Regions from separate parts of the Mus musculus genome. Here region 1 is linked to region 2. The links are chromatin contacts, called in public Hi-C maps. All regions are on one chromosome and are shown on one strand. The core of a region is the stretch at or near the end of the contact, and the rest is flanking DNA. Distances in the headings are between cores, read along the strand shown. Region 1 overlaps Usp48 (ubiquitin specific peptidase 48). Region 2 holds the start of Usp48 (ubiquitin specific peptidase 48).

Evidence for each region. A called contact is a pair of places that touch in the nucleus more often than the background predicts.
Region 1: a contact with region 2 is called in a Hi-C map of bone marrow-derived macrophages, with 2.4 times the contacts expected there. The contact joins the enhancer-like site here to the promoter of Usp48 in region 2. A contact is called at or near these places in 10 of 39 promoter capture datasets (the 3T3-L1 cell line, 3T3-L1-derived adipocytes, the HPC-7 cell line and 5 more), 1 of 15 datasets of contacts at CTCF or cohesin (CD8 T cells), 55 of 484 Hi-C or Micro-C datasets (CD4 T cells, CD8 T cells, CD8 central memory T cells and 33 more), 19 of 115 datasets of contacts at active chromatin or transcription factors (the 230-238 cell line, CD8 T cells, the HPC-7 cell line and 10 more) and 3 of 9 other capture datasets (adipose tissue, liver and pancreatic islet).

Annotation. Positions count from the first base shown.
Region 1 is chr4:137,626,886-137,632,549 of GRCm38.p6, reverse strand. It overlaps Usp48 (ubiquitin specific peptidase 48), which reads right to left. Exons shown (of 27, transcript NM_001355588.1): 15 at 4,305-4,376. Among named protein-coding and RNA genes, the nearest start is that of Usp48, 36 kb to the right of the region's middle. Within about 2 kb of position 3,014, at least 26 of the 459 cell types and tissues checked have an H3K27ac peak or open chromatin away from gene starts, as enhancers often do. A contact at or near this core is called in adipose tissue, bone marrow-derived macrophages, granulosa cells and 1 more, where this site is marked.
Region 2 is chr4:137,591,524-137,597,318 of GRCm38.p6, reverse strand. Usp48 (ubiquitin specific peptidase 48) reads right to left here and starts at 3,147. Exons shown (of 27, transcript NM_001355588.1): 1 at 2,803-3,147. The coding sequence starts at 2,936.

The sequences.
Region 1 (5,664 bases), core at 1,765-4,264, 35 kb before region 2:
TGTTTTGTTTTATTTAAGTGTGTGAAAGCTTTGCCTGCCTGCCTGCCTGTCTGTCTGTCCACTACATAGGTGACTAATGCAAACAGAGGTCAGAAGAAGGCTTCAGATCCCTTGGAAGAGCATCTAGAATTCTCAAAAACTGAGCCACCTCTCCAGCCCATCTTGGCTTTCTATGAAACTATGTTACAGGACTTTAACTTCCTATATGCTGAGACAACAGATGTGGGCCGCCCCACCCAGTAAGCACTAAGACAAAAGAAGACTACTCCGGTGAGATGAGAACCACAGTAATCTCAAAGTGCTCAGATTACTGTTAAATCCCCTGCAGCCAGGTGTTATTTTCAGGTATTCCAAAGCAAAACAAGAGTGAATCAGGCTCAGACACCCACATGTTAGTTCACTCCATGTCCACTGGCCAGGAAGCTACAGATGTGTTTGTTAACAAGCAATACAGCCACGTTTCAGAGTAAAAAGGTGAATTTACCAGAGGCAGCCTAGCACCTGGCTTAACAAGGCTGTCTTTGCCATGCCCAATACATTCTAATAACACAAAATGTTATCTTGAGTTAATTCTGCCCCCCCCCCTTTCTGGACCTCTGAATAATCTCAAGGAAAGGCTATGGTAAGCTCGTGTGGTGGTGGTGGACGCCTGGAAGAGTACAATATGCTGTTGTTGCTGGACCTTGAGGAGGCCAAACGTTCAAGGTCAGCCAGTGCTACAAAGCACAAAAAGGACACAAGCAATCCCTCCCTCTCCTGCAGTCCCCCCTCCAACTCAGCCCTCCTCCCTCCTCCTGGCTCAGGGCCTGAACAACCCTCTCCTGTACCTCAGAGTGTCAGCAACAACAAGAAAGTTCTGGAAAGGTCCAGAGAATAGGCACAGGGAAAAACAGAAAAATAAAATATCTTCCAGGCTTAGAAAACAATGGACAGGATTCAATTTTGGCTTTTGGAGAGTGAGGCAGGAGGATAATTTCACCTGGGAAGATACTGGGTGGGATGGGAACTCAATGGCTGTCCACATTCCACAAACAACTGCATGTTGCAAATAAGCAAAGGAGTCCGATGGCAATGTTAACATTTACTGGGCTGAGGAAATGGCTCAGCGGACTAGGCATGTGCTGCGATAGACTGACCTTTAAATTCAGTCCCAGGGGCTGGGCGGTGGTGGCTCACCCCTTTAATCCCAGGACTTGAGAGGCAGAGGCAGGTGGATTTCTAAGTTTGAGGCCAGCCTGATCTACAAAGTGAGTTCCAGGACAGCCAGGGCTACACAGAGAAACCCTGTCTTAAAAAAAAAAAAAAAAAAAACCAAAGGAAAAAAAATTTAAAAAATTAAGTCCCAGGGAACTATGTAAAGAGGCAGGAGAGAACCACTTCCTTAATTATTGTTTTTACATTAGGATAGCACCCCCTCACCCCAAAATTAAGAAAAAATTGGAGATACAGTCCAGGGGCTAGAGAGATGGCTCAGAGGTTAAGAGCACTGACTGCTCTTCCAGAGGTCCTGAGTTCAATTCCCAGCAACCACATGGTGGCTCCCAACCATCTGTAATGGGATCTGATGCCCTCTTCTGGTGTGTCTGAAAACAGCTACAGTGTACCCATATATATGAAATAAGTACATAAATTTTTTTAAAAAAGATAAGAATGATTCAATGGGGCTAGAGCTAGTTCAGTGGATAAGAGCCCTTGTTGCTCTTGCAAATGACCCAGGTTCAGTTTCCACCACTCACAAAGCATCTCACAACTATCTGTAATGAATTCCAGAAGATCCAAGGTTCCCTTCTAGCATAAACAATGATGCTCACATGTAGTGCACATCCAGGCAAAACACCCATACACATTAAACACAAAACACAGCACTTGATAAAAATCAGAAAGGATAATTCTAGTCAACCCTTCCAATAGAGTTAGCACCACTGCCAGCTCAGCAGCACACACCACAACCTCGAGGTGCTCCTCCCCCACCGAGCTCAAGTTCCAGCCACCAAAATGGACCCTTTAAAACTCAATTTTTCTCAGTGGTCAATCAATATCATTTGTTCCTCTTCTTTGTCTCAATCATGTAGCCATGACTGACCTGAATACTCTATATGAAGACTACAAAGAAGAACTGGCATCTACAAAACACTTAAAGCTTCGAGGGGGTCATCAGGGAAATAGCTCACTTCATCAAGGATTTGCTGACTAAGCTGTTCCCAGAGCCTATGTAAAACAGAGCCTGGGAGTGATGTCACACACTGCAACCACAGCACAGGGGACGCAGAGATCTGCTTGAACTAGCTAGCCAGACAGCCTAGCACAACAGTAAAGACTTTTAAAAAAAGAGAAAGCATCTCTATTAAAAAAAAAAGATTTATTTATTATTGTACATAAGTACACTGTAGCTGACTTCAGATGCACAGAAGAGGGGATCAGATCCCATTACAGGTGGTTGTGAGCCACCATGTGGTTGCTGGGATTTGAACTCAGGACCTTAGGAAGAGCAGTCAGTGCTCTTACCTGCTAAGCCATCTCGCCAGCCCAAGCATCTCTATTTTAAGACCGACTTTTATTTTATGTGCATGGTGTTTTGCCCGCATGTATATTTGTGCAACGCATGTGTGGTTGTTGCCCATGAAAGCAAGAAGTGATCACTGGGACCTTTAGAACTGGAGTCACAGAGAGTTCTAAAGCATTTCCAGCAACCATGTGAGTGACTGGAACCAAGCCTGTATCTCTCTGCAAAAGCAAGTGCTCTTAACTGCAGAGCCATCTCTCCAGCAGCCACTTTTAATAAAAGTGAAAGATGCCCATGGTTGTCCTCTGGTTCCTACTACATGTGCATTCATTTATAGACATATCACACACAGAAGTATACCCACATATACATGTACACCACACAAGAAAAATTACTCTAAGTTGGCAAAAGTCTCTTAAGAAGGAACCAAAGAGACAGGCAAGACAGCTCGGCAGAAAAGACGCCCGCCATACATGGAAGCCTGCCAAACCGGAGTCCAACCCCTGTGAATCATGTAAAAGCTGAAGGGGAAGACGACCTAAGCCCTGCATGGAATCATGCCCCTTACCGGAAGCTTAAGAACATACTATTTCTGCAGAGGACTGGAGCTTGATTTCCAGCCTAGCCAGTTCCAAGGGCTGCAATGCCTCTGGCCTCGGCAGACACCTGTGCTCATACACACTCACTCATACAGAGATGTGTGTTGAAAAGATTTTCTAAAAACAGATCTACTATGCTACAGGCATGGCAAAGGACATAGAGGTTAAAATGAGATTCAAAAACTCAATCTTAACCAGCGTTGTACACTTAGAAGACTGAGGCAAGGGGATTAATTTAAGCTTGAAACTGAGCCAGAGCTCAGTTTCAAAAAAGATTTGATTTGACAACCTATGGTACTGCCTTGGTTAGTTTAGGAATCTCTGTGTAGACCAGGATGGTCTGCATCTAATAGAGATCACCATTCAGCTGACTGCCACCTGAGTGCTGGGATTAGAGGGTTGCTCCACCACACCCAGCAAAAGAGGTTCCCCTGCAAGCCCTTCAGACACATCACACACCTGAATCCAGCTCTGTAAAAACTGACATAGATGCTCCCCAAGTTCGGTGTAAGCTTAGACTACAAAGAATGAGCCATGAACGAGCAGAAAAGGACATATCACCCTTAATCTACCAGATGGTTAATTGTCAGCCTCTGTCCTATAATCAACGTCCCTTCTAACCACACACATAAAACCTAAGCCACAAGGCTGACACGACTCATCCTCTGCCCTGAGGATGGGGACACAAGATAGAACAGAAATGGCTGAAGTAAGTTCTACACTGAACGCAGGTTTGCTGAGCCCTCTTCCTGCACGCAGTTCAGCAGTGAAACCAGCTCTGTACTTCCCAAAGAAGGAAAGGAAAGCAACAGCAGCCCTAAGCCCCCACAAGTGTGCTTAACTTCCAGAGCTCAGGCTCTGTAGTGAACAGAGACAGCACTGAGCAGCGACACTTCCCACGACCCACACTGACTCCTACAACAGTGGGGTAAAACCTACCTAACAGAAAAATGCATTTGGACTTCAGACTGGCATTGTGAGAGCTATTGTTAAGTTCCCAAATATTCGATAAAGAACTTTCAGGAAGGTGTTCTGACCCATACCTGTGACCCCAGCACGTGGGAGGTACAGGACTATATATATGACAAAACTCTAACTTAAAAATCTAAACAAACCATTAGGGTTACAACCTCAGTGGACGTGTAGAACAAGACCTGTCGAGCTGATGCAAAACTGACAACAGACTCAAGCTTCGGGCTTACCATGAGGACACAGAATGTCTTCATTAAAATTTAATTCCTCCTCCTCTTCTTTCTTTTCTTCCTTTGATTCATCTAATCAAAAGGAACAGAGAGTTACTGGTCTGGCTGGTGTGGTTCACAGGTCAAAGCAGCTTAAAGGAAACTTGAGATCACTCTAAAATCAGACCCCACGGCGGCGGCCTGCACAGCTGTGCGGGGAAGGGAGGGCTGCTTTTCCTTCCCTTAGAAGGGAAAACCTCAATCAATGACAGCTAATGATTTTGAAGAGTTATGAAAGAAGCCTGCTGTGATCCCAACACTGGGGACAATGAACAAAGAAAGATCAGAACTTTAGGGGGAGGAACTGTCCTGTGACTTTACTGAAAAAAGAAAAGAGTTGAGGCCAACCTGGTCTACAATGAGTTCCAAGACACCCGGGGCTACACACAGAAACCCTGAATGTCAATAGAGAAGAGGAGAGGGAGAGGGAGAGGGAGAGGGAGAGGGAGAGGGAGAGGGAGAGGAGAGAAGAGAAGAGTGGTGACATGCCCCTTTAATACCAGCACTCAGTAAGCAGAGGCAGTTGGATCTCACCCAGGAGTTCAAGGCCAGCTTGATCTATAAAGCAGAGTTCTAGGACAACCAGGGCACAGAGAAACCTCGTCTCAAAATGAATGAATGAATAAATAAAATTATAATAAGCCAATAAAATTTGCTTTTTCTAAATGTGAATATTTATTTACACATCCCACGAGCTCTAAGAAGTATCACGTGTGTGTCATTTGTCATTTGTCTCACCACCCTCTCTGAACAGAAACCTTACATGAGACACACGTTGATGTTTAAGAAGTCTCATTACAGTCAATACCTGCTTGTCTTTGCTTGTCTGCACTGTCACTATATGTAATTCTAGACCCTGGAAATGAATCAAAGGAAGAACTCTTTAACATTTGGAAACTAGACTAGTTATTCAAGGGCTTTCCAGGTTAAGACAGGAGACAATATTAACACACTAAAGCTACATCAAAGCATTTATTGCCAAGTGTGGAGGCACACACCGATAACCTCAGTGTATGGGAGGTAGAGGCAGGAAGACTGTAAGTTCATGACAGCCTGGGCTGTGTGCTCAGGAAGGTGCACTGCGCACTTGTAACTGCAGCAGTGAGCAAGGCAGGAAGATGCCAAGCTCCAGACTCACCTGTGCTACACTGTAAGTGCAACACCCTGCCTCTGAGCAGGACTAACACATATAGCTAGGTGGGGTGGGGAAGAGGAAGGAAGGAAGGAAGGAAGGAAGGAAGGAAGGAAGGAAGGAAGGAAGGAAGGAAGGAAGGAAGGAAGGAAGGAAGGAAGGAAGGGCAGAAGGTGAAGGCCATCCTCA
Region 2 (5,795 bases), core at 1,898-4,397:
GAGGCAGGGTGTGGTGGCATGCTCCCAAGGGAGGCAGAGGCAGGCAGATCCACCTGGTCTAGGTAATGAGGCCCTCTCTTCCCTCCTCCACCATACCCCCCCCAAAAGAGGGAGAGAGTGGGGTGGGTTTGAGGGTGTCTAGTATACAGCAGCCCCTGGGTACTAACCCCAGCACTTAGCAGACACAATATAGACTCAGGAAGGAGGCAGGAGGAACAGACACTCAGGGTCATTGTTGGCCACAGAGACTAACATTAGCTCTATGAAGCCCTGTCTCCAAAACAAAACCCTAAAAATAATTTCTCTAAGGAAAATATATGAACAAGCCAGGCATTGTGGCGCACACCTTTACTGTCAGCACTCAGGAGGCAGAGGCAAGCAGATCTCTGAGTTTGAAGACAGCCTATCTAGAGTCCAAGACTACCAGGGTTTGTTATACGGAGAAATCCTGTCTCAAACCAAACCAAAAAAAAAAACAAAAAACAAAAAAAAAAAAAAGGAAGAGGAGGATATTCCACAGTTAACATCAGGGAAAGGGAAATGTAATCAAAACCACAATAAAACAGACAAATTTAAAAATGTAATAAATTAAAATTACAATCTTCCTATACTGCCTGTGAAACATGTTAAGGGAAAAAAATACTGCTCAAACTGTTAAAGACAATTGCCACATGACCCAACAATTCCCTTCCCAACACACATGTGTTCATGAGAGCAATTTATAAGAAGCAAAAAGAAACAATCTACAATCTACAGTCCATCAACTGAAAGATGGTGCTGTGCGTGGCGGCGGCAACTGCCTTTAATCCAAGCATTCAAAAGACAGAGAGACTACAGTGGGGGGGGGGGGGGCTGAAGTTTTTAATCACAGCACTTGGGAGCCAAAGGCAGGTGAGTTAAAGCTAGCCTGGTCTACAGAGTCAGCCAGGGCTACAGAGAGAAACCCTGTCTCAAAAAACAAAATGGATGGGTGGATAGATGGATAAAGTTACATGAACTATGACAGATATATGCATGCAATTCATCCCACAGCTTAAGAGACAGAGGCAGGCATTTCTCTATGAGTTTGAGGTCAACCTAGTCTACAGAGTAGGTTCCAGAACTGTTATACAGAGAAACCCTGTCTCCAACAAAGAAAATAGAAAGAGAGAAAAGAAAAAACAATGGCTAATGTGAACCCGAAAAGATTCTCAACTCAGTTACTAGATAAATGCAAACCAACAAGAAAAGGGGACTGAGAGGGTATCTGTGTACTAGAATACTGGCCTCTATCATCTACAGGATTCTGGATCTATTCAGAGTAGGAGGCAATAAACACACAGACGCCAAATACTACTTCATACCCACTAGAACAGGCTGGGAGTGTAGCTCATACAACACCCGTAGGGTTTGCACAGGGCTCTGGGTTAGAGCTGCAGCACCAACAGAACAATGAATGGCACATGTCTATGGTCCCATGACTCTCATGTTTGAGCACCTACTAGCTCGAAGGACTGTAAGTCCCAGGTAAACACGGGCTAAATCCTCAAACATACAAAACACCAGAGTCCCCAGCTCTACAAAAACAAATTGAAAAAAATTGAAAAAGAAAGAAAGAAAAAAGGATATTGGCAATTGTACAGTATCAAAACAGATCATTTGTGTGTGTGTGTGTGTGTGTGTGTGTGTGTGTGTGCACTAATGCTCAGGTGCCCACTGTGTCTGGAAGAAGGCTTTGCACATGCTCTGGAGCTGGAGTTACAGGTGGTTATCAAGCACCTGGTGTGGGTTCTCAGAACAAATGGTACTGTGATCCTTTGAAGAGAAGCCTGAGCCCTCTTTACTAATTAGCCATCTTTCCAGCCCCAGACTTAACTCTGTCTTTTATATCCCCTGTGCGGGTAATTGAACCAAGGGACTCAAGCATAAAACCACCACTCTACTCTCAAGCTAAACCACCAGCACTGTAACTATACACTTCAAATGAGTGCCTCGGTAAAGCTGTTTCAATTCCACACTATACAAATTGATGCCGTTCCAGAACTTCGAGGAGTCTTAATGTCCTTGTGAGCAGACACCTAGAGTTTAGAAAGATGCACCCGCTTTACTTTTGAAAACTTCCTAACTTACATTATATCTCAAATGAGGCACAGCTCTGAAGCCAGGAACCAAGGCTTCCACGTCTTCCACTTTTCCCTACACGCCCGATGACACGGAGCTATGGAGCATGCCTCGGTTTATCAATTCGATTGAACACAGGCCGGTGCAGGCTACGAGGTGGGGATAAGAAAACCACTCTACGCAAAAAAAGATCAGAACCAAGGGCCACGAAGGGGGAGCAGAATTTAAACAGCTAAAAACACTTTACTCTGCAAAGTGGTGTGGAGTTAGGGTGACCAAAAGAAAACACCTATAGGTCAAAGAGAGCCAGCCAATGAGAGCGGGGGACCGATGACGTAGGTTAACCAAAGGGTTTTCTAAACCTGCTCTCTGCAAGTGATACTTAGGTGATCAGGCCTTCTCAGCGTGCAATGACAGGAGATACAATGTCGACGAAGTTCGCTGTCGGCAAGTTCCCCTTTTACAAGCGAAAAGCGCACAGCTATGCCCAAGATCAAACAACACTCCAGCGTTACTTACTAAGCCCTATCTCCAACTATCTCCACCGCCATCTTCAGGATGCGAGCCCAGCAGCCGCATCACTTCGGGGGCTGCGTAGCTCCCGGGTCGTGCAAACTGAAAGGAGATGCAGTAACACCGTGCATCGCCCTGGTTCCCGGTCCCCCGTCCCCCGATCCCGCCTCGGCCACGCGAGGACCTCACCTGCACACGCCTCGGATACAAGGCTCCAGCCAGATGCGGTAGGCGGTCTCGATGTGCTCCTGCGACACCTCCTCGGGCCGCACCGTCTCCGCCCAGCGCCAGGCCGCCTTCTCCAGCTGCAGCCGCGGAGCCATAGCCTTGACCGAGGTAGCACTCGCCGAGCCCGGTGGCCTCCGGCGCCGCCTCCGTCTCCGCCCGAATGGGCACGGGCCCCTGCCAGCCGAAAGAACCCAGCGCTGCCCTCAGACAGGAGAGCAGTCAATCACCTGCGCGCGCCACGGCCGCCGCGCCCGCCCGCCCGCGCCCAGCTCGCACGACCAGCCGCAAAGCGCCGCCGCCGCCGCCGATACCCGACAGACCCCGCGCCTGCGGACGTTGGAGGCGTACGCCCTGCCGCAGTCTGCGCATGCGTGCTCCCAGGAGTCCCTGCGCCGAAAGCCCATGTAATCCGACTGGCGGAAGAAAGCCAAGCGTCTGCCCAAAGGCGACTCGCCACGTCTTTTTTCCGCCATGGTGAAGGCAGCTAGCTACGCTTCAGCCTCCGTCGTCTACTCCGACGAGCGAGAGCTTGCCCTTGCTTTCCACACTTCCCCTGTTACTGTGACAAAGTTACACCATAGAGTACTCAACGCACACCATAGGGCCACCGGGACTGTGAGTGGGACCTGATAATAGCAGAAACCGAGGCAGCCGGAACGCCACAGTCGGATCGAGGATTTCACTTGAGCCTGGGCGAGTTCCGGCTCCTTGCCCGTGCTTTCTGACGTCACGAGGCGTTATGTGGTTTGCGGATGCTACAACGGGACTACATATCCCAGCGTGCAATGCGCTCTGCCACTCGCGGAGCGCGAGGCATCCTGGGGTTTGTAGTCTTCGAAGTGATAGGCTCAGTCTTTGAGTTGCAGGTTGTTTAGAAGCATACACAGGTCTGGGACGTGTTCTTTGCTGTAGGCTGTTGACCAGAGGGTCAACACTTTGACGTCTTAATTCGTTATGGAGTGTACACCCTAGCTCCCTGCTGTGATATTATTTCCTTTTTGCAACTACTTCCCCTTAGACCTAAAAAAGGCTAAACTGAATCACAGCGTTTTGTAACAGAAAAGAGCTATTACAGCTAAAGAGAGAAAATTCCAGGACTTTAAATATGTAAAAGCCCTGTGGGAATTCAAGGACTAATTCCTCCCTTATCTACTCCTCAACCCACCCCACCAGCCCCCAAGTAACCTTGAACTGAAGTCAAGATTTACTGAAGCAAGATTTGGTCCTTTGGTTGAATTTAGGCTGAAAATAAAAAACACAAAAATCTTCTAAGTCAGGACACACACACATACACCTCCTTTCTTAAAGAATTCCTACACCAGTTGGTTGGTGGTGGCACACACTTTTAATCTCAGGAGGCAGAGACAGGTAGATCTCTGAGTTAGTGGGCCAACCTTGTCTACAGAGTGAGTTCCAGGACAGCCAGGGCCACACAGAGAAACCTCGTCTCCTGGAAGGAAAAAAAAAAAAAGTCAAACAAATAAACACTGAATTCCTATACCACTGGTTAACAGTTGAACACTGTTGTGGGGCCCACCTTTAATCCCAGTACTCTGGTGGTGAAGGGTAGAGCCTTGCAAATTTAGTGAGTTTCTTTTTTTGTTGTTTGTTTGTTTTGTGGGGCCCACCTTTAATCCCAGTACTCTGGTGGTGAAGGGTAGAGCCTTGCTAATTTAGTGAGTTTCTTTTTTTGTTGTTTGTTTGTTTGTTTGTTTGTTTGTTTTTTGGAGACAGGGTTTCTCTGTATAGCCCTAGCTGTCCTGGAACTCACTTTGTTGACCAGGCCGGCCTTGATCTCAGAAATCCACCTGCCTCTGCCTCCCCAGTGATGGGATTAAAGGCGTGCGCCACCACGCCCAGCGAGTTTAGTGAGTTTCATGACAGCCAGAGCTACATACATGGTGAGACCCTGTTGCAAAAACACACATAATAAGTTGAACTACTTTCTTTTTGTTTTTAAGATTTATTTATTCATTTTTTTATGTATGCAAGTATACTTGTAGTTGTATAGATGGTTGTGAGCCTTAATGTGGTTGTTGGGAATTGAATTTTTAGGACCTCTTCTTGTTCCAGTCAACTCCACTCGCTCAGTCCCTGGTCACTCCTGCCCAAACATTTATTTATTATTATACATAAGTACTTTGTAGCTGACTTCAGACACACCAGAAGAGGTGTCAGATCTTGTTACAGATGGTTGTGAGCCACCTTGTGGTTGCTGGGATTTGAACTCAGGACCTGTGGAAGAGCAGTCGGTGCTCTTAACCGCTGAGCCATCTCACCAGCCCCCCAAACTACTTTCTTAAGTTAGAAAAAGGCACCGTTCCAGACTAATATCACAGAGGAAAGAAAATCCTCAGGGACAGCTGAGAGCAGTGGTTTAGCTGTGAGTGAGGGACGGGGAAGGCAAAGGCTAGTGGTGAGAGAGATTTGAATCCTCTTCAGTCTGGGCCAAAGGTAACATTAAACACAGAAATCTCATGAGACTTGCTGCAAAGCCAACTGGTTACAATCCTGCCATTCCAGCACATTCCAGGAGTCAGAGGCAAGAGGATTAGGAGTTCAAGGCTATCATCCTTGGGTAATTAGAAATTTAAATATGTAAAAGCCCTGTGGGAATTCAAGGATTAATTCCTCCCTTATCTACTCCTCAACCCACCCCACCAGACCCCAAGTAACCTGGAACTGCAGTCAAGATTTACTGAAGCAAGAAGGGAGATTCTCAAGGAGGGAATGAGGGGCGGTTAAGAACACTGATTACAGCCGGGCATGGTGGAGCATGCCTTTAATCCCAGCAGTAGGGAAGCAGAGGCAGGCAGATTTCTGAGTTCAAGGCCAGCCTGGTCTTGTGAGTTCCAGGTGAGTTCCAGGACAGCCAGGGCTATACAGAGAAACCCTGTCTCGAAAAAACAAAAACAAACAAACAAACAAAAAAACAAAAACAAAAAAAAGAAAGA